Linked DNA regions of Mus musculus: all the other regions are linked to region 1. Evidence: chromatin contacts called from public HiChIP or PLAC-seq data. All regions are on one chromosome and are shown on one strand. The core of a region is the stretch at or near the end of the contact, and the rest is flanking DNA. Distances in the headings are between cores, read along the strand shown.

The links. HiChIP or PLAC-seq counts read pairs in DNA pulled down with a chosen protein or histone mark.
Region 2: an Esrrb HiChIP or PLAC-seq map of embryonic stem cells shows a contact between it and region 1, with 6 times the contacts expected there. The contact joins two enhancer-like sites. A contact is called at or near these places in 3 of 115 datasets of contacts at active chromatin or transcription factors (embryonic stem cells and pancreatic cancer cells) and 1 of 9 other capture datasets (embryonic stem cells).
Region 3: an H3K27ac HiChIP or PLAC-seq map of embryonic stem cells shows a contact between it and region 1, with 3 times the contacts expected there. The contact joins two enhancer-like sites. A contact is called at or near these places in 1 of 484 Hi-C or Micro-C datasets (the CH12 cell line) and 2 of 115 datasets of contacts at active chromatin or transcription factors (both in embryonic stem cells).

What each region holds. Positions count from the first base shown.
Region 1 is chr7:81,180,752-81,184,651 of GRCm38.p6, reverse strand. No RefSeq gene overlaps it. Among named protein-coding and RNA genes, the nearest start is that of Gm44968, 24 kb to the left of the region's middle. Within about 2 kb of position 1,636, at least 58 of the 459 cell types and tissues checked have an H3K27ac peak or open chromatin away from gene starts, as enhancers often do. A contact at or near this core is called in embryonic stem cells, where this site is marked.
Region 2 is chr7:80,886,482-80,890,651 of GRCm38.p6, reverse strand. No RefSeq gene overlaps it. Among named protein-coding and RNA genes, the nearest start is that of Gm32112, 4.8 kb to the left of the region's middle. Within about 2 kb of position 1,256, at least 248 of the 459 cell types and tissues checked have an H3K27ac peak or open chromatin away from gene starts, as enhancers often do. A contact at or near this core is called in embryonic stem cells, where this site is marked.
Region 3 is chr7:81,597,671-81,602,031 of GRCm38.p6, reverse strand. Homer2 (homer scaffolding protein 2) reads left to right here. Exons shown (of 9, transcript NM_001164086.1): 9 at 1-1,551. Among named protein-coding and RNA genes, the nearest start is that of Gm44570, 10 kb to the left of the region's middle. Within about 2 kb of position 2,466, at least 28 of the 459 cell types and tissues checked have an H3K27ac peak or open chromatin away from gene starts, as enhancers often do. A contact at or near this core is called in embryonic stem cells, where this site is marked.

The DNA.
Region 1 (3,900 bases), core at 387-2,886:
TTATGACCTTGAATGGTAACCAAGCAGGGCATCCTAATATATAAAGTTCTATTCCCTCCATTCCTGTACCATCATATCTCTAGGCCCCTGTGTAATCTAATCCAGAACTTTATCCCACAATGACGACCCCTCTGGAGTTCACATGTTCAACATGCAAGCCCCAAGGGTTGAGAACTTCAGCAGCGATCAGTGGTCTCTCCTCAGTCTTTTTCCTAAGAACTCTGCTCTTCTGAGAACCCTGCTAAGGCCATATCCAGTTTTTAGCCCCATTACATCATCTTGGTTACACCCATGAGGTCATCTTTACCACACTATGCTCTGGCTTCATTGCAGACTTGCCTGTGACTCACAAGCTGCCTGTGTTGGGATACAGAATAGTTAAAATCAGGTCTGGGGGATTTCTGCAACTTTGCTGTGAGTTACTTGATGAACAATTGAAAGAACTAAAGGTCTTGGCCTCCAAGAGGGGGACCCTAGATGGCCACCATCTTTAAACAGTTGATGAGGACTCATTGACAAGATGGCTAAACTTTGCTTGCTGCCAAGCCTGAAGACTTAAGTTTGATCCCATGGTGGAAGAAGAGAACTGTCTTCTGCAAGTTGCCCTCTGACCTCCACATATGCCCATACACTCACCCTCATGTAGATAAACAGATCAAAGTAATTTTTAATTTAAAATTTAAAAAATTGTACAAAAATTGTCAAAGAATTATCATGAAACTAGAATATTCTTACATCTATAAGAGGCAGGTATGATGGTAGAGGGCTGCAATCCAAATACTGGGCAGGCTGAGACAGGAGGATATCCCTGACTTTGAGGACAGCTTGTTCTACCTAATAAGTACCTGGTCAGAATGAGACCCTGTTTCAAAAGATAGATAAACAAACAAACAAACAAATAAAACAGGGGTATCTATAAGATTTGGCTTTTTAAAATTAACAAAAAAGGGCTGGAGAGATGGCTCAGTGGATAAGAGCACTGACTGTTCTTTCAGAGGTCCTGAGTTCAATTCCCAGCAACCACACGGTGGCTCACAACCAATTGTAATAGGATCTGATGCCCTCTTCTGGTGTGTCTGAAGAAAGGGACAGTGTACTCATGTACATTAAATAAATAAATAAATAAATAAATAAATAAACCTTTAATGAATAAATAAAATCAATCAACAAAACATTACTTTGGTAACTAGAGAAAAAGAACATCAAAGTTACAGCCAGGAGGGGAGCTTGAACAAGCTAGAAGAGCAAACCAGATCAAACCAGATCAGAACTCTTTGTGATGTAAAACCAAACCCAAGAAGGTCTAAGATGCAGAATTCTCCAGTGCAGAATGGCTCTCACTGAGAGGGTCTTGTCTTTGGTGGGATTTAAGCAAAGAATAAATAGCCATGTGAGTCCAGCACTGCCAGAGAAGGCTGCCTAAGTGAGCCCTTTAACAGTGTCCTCTCATTACAAAGAGAGAAGTTTTCTTCCATTTGCTGGGGTTAAAGGAAACTTCTGGAAAGAATTCAGCCTTCCAGTCTGTACATACTGGGAGACCCTGTCTCAAAACCAAAACTCAGTCAACAATTCAGCTCTCGTCAGCCTCAAAGCAAAGCTGAACAAGCAAGCTGCAGGGAGGGCAGGGGTGAGCTCAGCTCACAGACAGCCCCGTGCTGGTGACTCAGCTCTGAGCTCTCAGTCTCTGGGTTTTATAATTCATATTCTTTTTCATGAATCTGAAAGGCCATTGGCAAAAATATGGACTTGGCTCTTCCCAGGTCAGGCACTGGTCCTGTTTGATCAGTGAATCACTCTTATGAGAGGAATCTTACAGTTAAAATACAAAGCAAAACCCCAAACAAAATATGGTGACAGACACCCGCCATGTCATGGGTGTAAAGTTCTCAGAAGTACTGGGAGTCGGGGGTGTGGTCACCCTCAAAATGATGCTTAAGGTCCCATCTAAAAACTTGGGTCTCACTAGCTGTGAGTCATGGTAACTCGTGCCGATGATGCTTACCACATGGTTGGAAAGAGGTCAGGTCTCATTCCCATTCATCCGAAGGCATGAGCTGGAGTTAGTGAGGAGAAGCATCGGTGAGAATGGAGCCATAGGAAGAAGACAGAAAGACACCAGTGCGGACCTGGAGCATCATTGTCAAGGTCGGAGAGACTCCAGGCTAAATTATAAGTTGTCCACACATGATTCTCTTCCATGACAATTTCAAAATAGACTTTTAGGAGCTTGGTGTGGTGGCACACAGCTGCAATCCCAGCACTCAGGAAGCCAAGACAAAAGAGTTGAGTTTGAAGCCAGTCTGAACACACGCACAGTGTGATTCTCTCAAGAACATTAAATAGGGTTAAAGAGATGATGGTTCAGCGGTTAAGAGCACGGACTTCTCTTCCAGAGGTCCTGAGTTCAATTCCCACAACTATCTGTAACAGAAGCTGATGCCCTCTTCTGGTGTGTCTGAAGACAGTGTCAGTGTACTCATCATATACATAAAATACATAAATAAATCTTAAAAAAAAAAAAAAAGAACATAGATGCCAGCAAGATGCTCAGCCCATGAAGGTGCCTGCCAACACACCTGGCGAAGGGAGTTTGATCCCTGAGACTCACGTGGTAGAAGGAGAGAACCAGCCCCTGCAAGATGTCCTCTGACCTGCATGCCCCTGACATGGCGGGTGTGTATCCACACAACAAAATAAAAAAATAAAAAGATTCAATAAAGTAAGCTTTTACATTTTACAAGTTTAGATTTACAAAAAGGGGTTGTTCAAACAATCCAGAGTTCCCATGGGCCCCAGCCCCCACATTGTTAATGCCAGGCTTCACTGTGTGCTAGACTGAATTTCATGCTCCAGGTGGTCGTATCAGGGAGTAGGGCCTCTGGGCAGAGGTTATATAATGAAAGCAGACCCTCCGTGAATAGCTTAGTATCCTCATAAGAGGCCTGGGTGAGTTAGATCACAGGCTTTCCCCACCCTTCGAGGACACAGCAGGATGGCTATGTTTGAAAACCTCACCATCACCAGATGCTAGATCTGATCTTGGAATTTAAAGGCTTGACAATGATGAGAAGAAATTTTCTGTGCTTTGTAAGCTATACAGTTTGCGTTCGTTTTGTTATAGCTTCCCAAGCTTGCCAATGAAGCATTAGAAATACGTTATGTAGGAGCTGAACTCCATATTTGACTTGGATTTCACTAACCTTTTCCTGATGTATGGGAGGCACAGAGGTTCTTGTACTCACAGCACTAGATCAAATGGATTGAGACCCCTTTAAGGGTTAAATGGCCTTTTCACAGGAGTCACCTAAGACCATTGGAAAACACAGATATTTACATTATGATTCATATCAGTAGCAAGACTAGTTATAAAGTAGCAATGAAATAATTTTATGGTTGGGGATCACCATGACATGAGGTTCTATATTAAAGGGATGCAGCAATAGGAAGGCTGAGAGCCATTGAACTAGGGTAACCAGGAATTTTAAACAACACAAGGTTAATAGCCTGGTGACCTTTGTACTATCTGTATGGCTGAGACTATATCAGATGCTCTCCCAGACTCTTATCCTGAGTGTGTCAATCTATGGAACCCATCTCTATGGAAGGAGTCACATGTAGTCAATCTATAGAACCCATCATTATGGAAGGAGTCACGTGTGCTTCAAAAAGAGTTTTGAGATAGTCACACCTTAAGTTTTGTTGTGACATGGGCATGGGTTAATTAACACACTCACTCTTTCACCAAACTGTGCCGTGCTTAAATATGCATGAAATAAACAGCTCCAGGTCAGACCAAGTTTGAACCAACGCCGGCTACTTAGTTGTATTAAACTGAACTGCCTTCTCGCCTCTGGCTGATCATTACTCTGCTGGTCATGGTGGCTGGAGAGACCCACACAC
Region 2 (4,170 bases), core at 7-2,506, 290 kb after region 1:
GAATTTAGGACCTCTGTTCGCTCCAGTCAGCCCCGCTCACTCTGGCCCAAAGATTTATTATTATTATAAGTTAAGTACACTGTAGCTGTCTTCAGACACACCAGAAGAGGGAGTCAGATCTCATTACGGATGGTTGTGAGCCACCATGTGGTTGCTAGGATTTGAACTCACGACCTCTGGAAGAGCAGTCGGTGTTCTTAACCTCTGAGACATCTCTCCAGCCCCCATTGTTCACTTTTTTTTTTTTTTTTTTCCTTTTTGGTTTTTCAAGACAGGGTTTCTCTGTGTAGCCCTGGCTGTCCTGGAACTCACTCTGTAGACCAGGCTGGCCTCGAACTCAGAAATCCGCCTGCTTCTGCCTCCCGGGTGCTTCACAACAGGATCACGTTCAGAGTTTGGGAAGCATCCTCTGTCATCCTCGCCCCCCCGCCCCGAAGCTCACCCCGCGGCTCCCTCTACTCTGTTCAGTGGTGACACACTGATAGCTTGAAGTTGGCCTTGGTGGGAGGATTTACATCTCAGAAGCTGGCAGATATTACAAAGCAGATATCCGGGTTACAGCAGCCCAGCTGCACGCTAGTATTTCACTGGGAAAGCTGAGTAATTTAGAAGTCGGTTGTGAATGTAGAAGGTGCTTTGCTGAACTGTATCAGCCAGGGCCCGACCAGGAAGTGCAGACGCACACCCGCACACCCACGGGGTGACTGAGCTGCAGTTTGGGGCTGCAGAGGAAGTGAAGGAAGGGAAGCTTGCTAAGGTAGGTTCACAGCTGCAGGAAGTCGGGGCCAGAGGCCTCCAGGTAAGAACTGCAGGTGTCTTGTCTGACCAGAGCCCAGTTCCTAGGCCCAGAGAAAAGAGGGCCAACTGCTACAGAAAGTAGAGTGACAGGAGATCGGGATGGGCTCAGAGATTCACAGAGGCGACACAGACTTCCCTTCAGATGAGCTATGTGAGGAAAAGCCACCGATGGTGGTGGTGGGGAAAGCATTAGCTGAAGGAGAACACCAGGACTATGTGGGCCTTAAAGACTGTGAGAGCCTTCCCTTCAAGTCCCTGGACAGTGGAGTTAGGACACTGTCTGTAGCTGGCTCTGTTTCGTTTTCTTTTTTAGTTCTACATCTTGTGACCTAGCCTAGCCAGGTCTGTGTGCTGGGAGTCAGGAGAGCACAGGCAAAAACAAGCTAGAATTCAGTGCATTGTTCCCTCCCTCACTCCTCCCTCCCACCCCCAGGCTAGGGAAAGGGGCGGGGCTAGGCATGCTTACAGCGGCTGGTGGGAGGGAGACTGTTAGGCTCTGTCCCAGAGAGAGGGAGAGGGGCTGGGTTTGGAGGCAGCTGTGGAAACAGTGATGCTGTAGGCTCCATCTGTCTCACTTAGCCATTCCTGAATGCCATGCCGCACCAGCCTAGGTGTTATAACGAGATGCTGAACTGTATCCATAGGGCCTCCATTAGAGAAGGGGCGCATGGCCTGCAGCATGGGCCCAGTCACACACGGGCCTGGAGAGAGTAGGCTCGCACAGGGAAGGTGACAGTTGAGTTGTATCCTGTGTTCGGGCAGAAGGGACATCATTGTTAAGGACAGAGCCCCTACCCTAGGAGTAAATGGGAATACAACTGAGAAAGCGGGCTTGGGGTCTGTCAGTGAGGCATGCAGGGGCATGGAGGGTGGTCCTAGATTGTGCTAGGCAGCAGGAAGAGTGAGCACGCAGACACAGATGCACTTAACACACAGAGCCGAACACAGCTGGTCAGACACATGGCTGTCCTTGGACAAAATGGATGGCAGGAAACGAACCAACCCAGAGGACAGATTGTGCGGGTGCCTGCCTGGACCGGACTGTACCTACAGCAGGCAAAGTCCCAGGGACTCAGCAAGGACACTGAGGTCAGGGCTACAAGAGGGGGGATGGGAATGATTGTCTAATAGATGAGGAATCTTAGGCTTGGAGCTGGAAAGGTGACTCAGAGGCTAAGAGCTCCTGGTGCTCTTGGAGAGGACCCGGCACCCACACCTGTCTGTACCTCACTCCAGAGGGATCCACCGCCCTCTTCTGCCCTCTGCAGGCACCTGTGTGCACACATACACATAAATAATTTTTTAAAAATCTTTAAAAGGCATTCTAAAATAAATCTATGCCACTTTTGTTTTCTGCCCTTGGAAGAAACAAAAATTCTAACTTAATTTCTGGAATATTCCTTTTAAAAATGATCTCCGGGGCTGGAGAGATGGCTCAGCGGTTAAGAGCACTGACTGCTCTTCCGAAGGTCCTGAGTTCAAATCCCAGCAACCACATAGTGGCTCACAACCATCCGTAATGAGATCTGGCGCCCTCTTCTGGAGTGTCTGAAGACAGCTACAGTGTACTTATATACATACAATAAATAAATAAATCTTTTTTAAAAAATGATCTCCAATGACAGGTGTTCTGAAGTCTCGAAGGCTGCAAATAGCCATCCATTGAAAGTACTGGACTGGAAAGAGAAAACTGAATAGAGCCAGGTCTCCGAGGAAGCCAGATGCTCTATAGACAGTGCTGCTGTCGGCCCCTGCTAAGCAATGTGTAGAGCACCATGTCCCAGGAGTGTGCAGGTTAGGTGTGAAGCTTTCTAAAGTGCTCTCAGAGGCCAGGCCTGGTGGCCTAGCCCTCCATCCCAGCAGGTGGACACCTCTGTGTGGTCTACACACTGAGTGCTGGGCCAGTCAGGGCTACAGAGTAAAGTTCCTGTCTCAAAATACAAAGTAGCATGAAGACATTTTGTAACCCAATTATTTATCATTTATTTATATGATGTGTGTGTGTGTTTTATATGTGCACAGGCTGAAGCATGCCTGTGGAGATCAGAGGGCACAGGGCACCTTGGGTACTGGTCCCCGTCTTCCACTGTGTTTGAGGCAGGCTCTCTTCTGGTTCACTGCTGTATACTCAGGCCGCCTGGCCCTTGAGCTTCTGGGATTCTCCCATCTGCTCCCACCAAGCCAAAGGTGCAAGGATTACAGATGCACACACTGTGCCTGGGGGGCAAACTCAGGGCCACATGTTTGCCAGAAGCTCTCCTCCCTCTGAGCCATCTCCCCAGCTCTTTAGAAAGTGTGTGTGTGTGTGTGTGTGTGTGTGTGTGTGTGTGTGTGTGCGCGCGCGCACGTGCAGTCACATGTGAATTGCCTTGTCATAGGGCACATAAGGAGGTCAGAGGGCACCGAGGTAGCAGTCCTCACCTTCTGCCTTACCTGAGACAGGCGTTCTCTGTTCTTTTCTCACTGTGTACACCTGGCTCCGTGGCCCAGTGTTTTACCCACTGAGCCATCTCCCCAGCCCTAAATTCTTAAACTCAAAGAACTTCTGGAATACTCAAGCAACAAAGCCCAACAAAATGGTGTTTTCAACAGACAAGTTTCATCTGCGAGGGCTCTTCCTGCTCTGTGTCCGTGCTGTTATTAGAAAGAGACAAGAAGGCATGATGGTGCACGCCTTTAATCCCAACACTTGGGAGGCAGAGGCAGGCAGATTTCTGAGTTTGAGGCCAGCCTGGTCTACAGAATGAATTCCAGGACAGCCAGAGTTACACAGAGAAACCCTGTCTCAAACAAACAAACAAACAAACAGAAACAGACAAGAAGACACCTTTGCTATGGAGTAAAGAAAACCCCTTCGAATAAATAGTCTTTGTGAGCCACCCTGCTCTTGTAGTTGGTGGAGAGCTTGGTTGCGCTGTATTTCAGGATAGGAGGTAAATATTTCCCCAGAACCTATCCCCCTGACTAGCAACTCAGGGTCCCTAATTCTGCCCTTGGGGCTGTGTCTCTTACTGTTCCAAGCACTCTGGAGAGGAGAGCTTACCCCGATCTTCTCCGCTACCCAAAGGTTGGGACCCAGCCTCTGGGTCCCTGAAGTCTCCTCTGACCCTTTGTTTCCATACCATTCACCCTTTGGTGCTGCTCCCTAGGAGTCCCCTGTGGCAGAGAAGGCTTCCTAGCACCTCTAAAGCATCAAAGATGTCAGCAAGCACCCAGGAAGACTCATCGGGAGGGTCTTAGCCTCAAAGGTGCTTGCTTCTGGCTTCGCAGCAGTTGGGCTGCAGGCTTTTGAATCAGTAGTGATGCTGTTCCCGGGTCCATGGTGCTAAAACTTGTAGCAAGCCCGCTCTAGCCCAGTTCCCTCTGCAGTTC
Region 3 (4,361 bases), core at 1,217-3,716, 420 kb before region 1:
TGCTGACAATTTTACAAGCAAGGGGTATTGGGATTTTAGGAAATGAAATTTTAACATCTGTCAAGCTGTTGGAATGATTTTCCTCTATCACGACTTAAGATGAGTTGGTATGGTTAAGTCCTTCCCTCTGTTTCTCCGAACCCTGATGTAGTCGCAGTGCGTTACTCTTTTAATATACACCTTATGAAGTTAACAGTGGTTACTCCGGATTGGTCGGTCTTTGGTACATTTTCACTTTGTCTGTCTTATTTGTGCTTTCAAATTTTTCTACAAAAGTTGCCTATTACTTGTATAATAAAATCAAGAGCTTTACACGAGAAAAGATTCTTCTTGATTTCAGCGGTTCCTTTTATTTTGGAATTTCATATCTTATTAATAAGATGAATAATTGTGATTTTTTTCTGCTGTCTTTGTCAGGTGTTTTTATGTGAACTTCCTTTAAAATATATCTTGGGCCACTTTCTATCTCTTTTTCTATGCCCTGGAATAGTTCAAATAATATTCAGAACTCCTTGCTCTCTGAAGTTTTTATAACCTGTATAAAACTGTCCCAAGTCTAGTGCCTTTTAAAGAAATAATCCTTCGATAATTTTAAAAAGTTTTCCATATTCATTGGTCTCTTCAAAGTTTCCTCTCATTCTGTAAGACTTTTGACAATTTAACTTTTACTAAATGATGATGTCGTCCAGGTTTTTGGGGTATGTTGACGTAGGATTGTATTATTTCCCCTTAGTGTTGTATGTCTCTGCTTCCCATTTTTATTCTGATTATTTTTTCAATAATTAGTCCATTTTTATTCGTCTTTTCAAAAAACCAGCTTTGGGATTTCTATGTCTATTTCCAGATTTATCATTTTATGATTGTTGTTTTTCCCTTGGCATTTCTCCAGCTTTCCATGTTACAGGCCATGCTGACTTCTTGCACAGAGACAGGGTAGCTCTTGCTGTAGGCCTGTGACCTTTCCTCTGAGTATATCTGTATCCCATAAATGTTTATATATGATGTGATTGTCATAAATAACTCATCCCTTCAAACTGGAGTTTATCTTTTACTGAGGAGAGAGTTGAAATTATACTTTTAGACTTCCTGATCGTTTGTCTTTGTTGCTGTTGTTTTTAACTTTGTTACAGACTCTGCTTTATCGCCTGTTGTCAAGGAGGGTATGGCTTGTACAACTTGTGCATTTCGGAGTTCATTAACATTTTGTTGAGACCTAATAAATTTTTAGTTTTAATAAGATACCCAGGAAGTTGTAGAAGGTATATTCTTTGAAAGCAACAATATTTGATCTATGTATATTAATTTGACTTTACTAAATATACTATTATGGACTTTAAATTTTATTTTCTTAATTCATTAAAGACTAAGAAAGGCGTGTTCCCATGATCACTGTCTGTCAGCCCTTCTCCTATGTGTCTAACGCCTTCTTCTGTATCTGTTGCCATAGAAAATGACCCTTTTATATGTAAGGGAAAATTGTTTTCCTAAAGACCTGTGTCCGTTGGGTTTACCTGGCTTTGTTGTAATAGAGTTGTTTATGTAGAAATACGATCTCCGGCTCAGTGTAATCTCTGTGCTTTTAAGCTAACAGGAGCCTTTGGGAAGTCCTTTGTGCCTCAAGATGTTTTGGAAATACATGATGCCCTCTAGATGTCCTTCCGGAGCTACCCAGAGGGCAGTCTGGGCAGAGGCCCCCTTGCTTTGGGAGCAGAGTGGGGCTTCTTTTGAACTTGTAAACATCTCACTTTCTGTTTAGGGGCAGCCGCTTACACAGGGATGCTTACAGAATGGAGGGCTACCCCACAGCTTGCTGCGTTTCTGCCACACTATGACTCCTTGCCCTGCATATGATGGAGTTTTCTTGTGGAGGGACTAGCTTTCTGAGAGAGGCAGTGAGAATGGATGCCTGTTGCCTGGATACAGGAGAAAAAAAAAGCCAACCTCAGTGATACAGCCTACTAGAGCAGACCTTTCCAGAAGAATTTCAACGGGCTCTGCACGCAGCGGAGTCTGCACCAGGCACAGAAGCACCTTTCCCCAAATGTGTGGGAGGTGTGGCTCCCAGCCCTCGCTCAGAAATGGAAGACATATGACCTGTTGTGCCTTCATTTTCTATTTTAAGCCCTGTTGTACCAGGCTCATGAAATTCTAGGTTTGGTCTTTCTCTCAAGGTGTGTCTTTGATGGTCTGGGAAGGGCTTCAGGAGTGAGGGAGCATGGGTGATGCACAGGTATGCAGCAGGCCTTTAGATCAGCTGATCACACCGTTTCTCAAGTTTCTCCTTCCTGGTCTTATCTGACCTCTGACTATTCCTTTACTTCTCCTGGTTTGTGTTGTTTATTGGGTTTCTGCTTCTCGGGCCAAGATCTTTGCCCTAAGGTCTTTCCTTCCTGGCAGCCTGGAGGTGTACCCAAGCCATTTTCAAAGAACTTCTGAACTTTGCATACTGCCTTGAGGGTGTTCACACTGCCCCACCTACATTCCAAAGCTGTGCCCTTCCTAGGGCTTCACATGAGATGCTGGCCTGTGCTTAGCATATCTCCTCTCTCCCAGGGCTGCTGTGGTCTCTGCCTGCTTGATGGTCCCCTCTCTCCATAATCTCCATTTCCTGGCTGCTCTTACACAAAGCTGCCAGTTTACAAAACCCTGAGTAAATCAGCTTCCAAACCCAGTTCTTCTACCCCATAAGCTCATGCTGGAAGGCCTGGATGCTGCATTTTCTCTGTGTCCTTTATTCATGCGGCTCCTGAATCTTGGAATGCTCTCTGTTCAATCCCACAGGCTAAAGTCCCGTGAAATCCAACCACTCCCGTGGGCTTCTTACCCTCTGAATAACTCTTACCGTATATAATAGGAGTTTGTTTTGTTTAGACAGTTTTGAGTATCCCAGGCTGGTCTTGACCTCCGTCCTCTCACTTTTGTGGGTTGTGTTAGTATTCTTTTAGTATTAATCCTCTATGTTTTTGTAAGGTGGACCTCACATATCACAGCCTGTGTGGAGGCCAGAGGACAGCTTGCAGCAGTTACTCCTTTCCTACCACCATGTTAAATCCGAGAGTGAGGAGAAAAGAACAAATCCATGACTATCCAGTTAAAGCCAGATGTATTGGGGGTGCGTGTGAGACTGGTCAGCCCTATGTCTCACTCTAAGTCAGGGTTTGAGAGAGCAGCCCCTGCCCTCCTCTTGAGGTCCTTTTTATAGGAAAGAGAAGGTGTTCACAGGGGCAAGAGTTGGCTGTTACACATCATTGGAAAGATACCACGAGAGGGAAAGAATAAGGCAGATAATATGTAACATAATGGAATATAATGGAAATGGGGGTGAGAGTTTAGTGTAGCTTGAAAGCCATGCAGTTTACATCAGATTTAAGAAACAGGAACTTAATGACAAATAGGAACCTTAATTTGGAAATAGGAAACTTAACACAGGCACTTATTCTTTGAACTACAAACAGAAACTTTAACCTGCACAGGACACACGGAAACTTCCTTTTCAGTGTCTGAACTGCAAACAGAACCCCTAACCTGCAGTATATTTTTCCTGCTTTGGTCTCACACATGTGGCTCCAGGGATGAGCTCAGGTTGACAAGCTTGGTGGCATGTGTCTTTATCCACTGAGCCATCTAACCTGGCCTGATGTTAAAACTTAATGTGTATGTTTGTATGTGTGCCTGTGTGAATTTATGTGCATCATGTGCATACAAGTGGCCACGGAAGCCAGAAGAGGGTGTCAGATCCCCTGGAGCTAGACTGACAGCAGGTTGTGAGCCGCGCAATCCAGGTCATCTGCATCAACAGATGCTCTTCCTCCCTGAGCATCCGTAGGGGCTCAGATGTTAGAGCTTGTTAGGGTGGTCTCAGCCGCTGCTCTCTGGGTCATCAGCCCACTTCAGAAGGGCCTCCGTGGACTGCCTGGCAATCTGTCTTCTACCTGTGACTATTAAAAGGCAAAGGGGCTTATAGGAGGTTACCTGTATGATCTGGACAGATCCTATGTACGCAATCTGCTCTGGCAGAGTTCAGAGGATGCCACCAGTGTGCATGGTCACCCCAGGACCAGACTCCATATCCCCAGTCCAACCAGCTGGGTAGAAAGCAGGGCCCCACTAGTCTATTCACTTATCTTTGAACTGAGTCTTGCCTGTCCTAGGCTTGCCTAGGGCTTATGACATAGCCAGGGATGGTGTAGAACTCTGGACCCTTACAGTGCTACAATTATAGGTATGCACCAGTAAGCCTGGCAGTATGCCAGGCTAGGAATTAAATTCAGGGCTTCATGTGTGTTAGGCAAGCACTCTACCAACTAAGCAATTCCAGTCACTTAAGCTTCAGAGCAAGACTATGTGGGACAGAGGCAAGC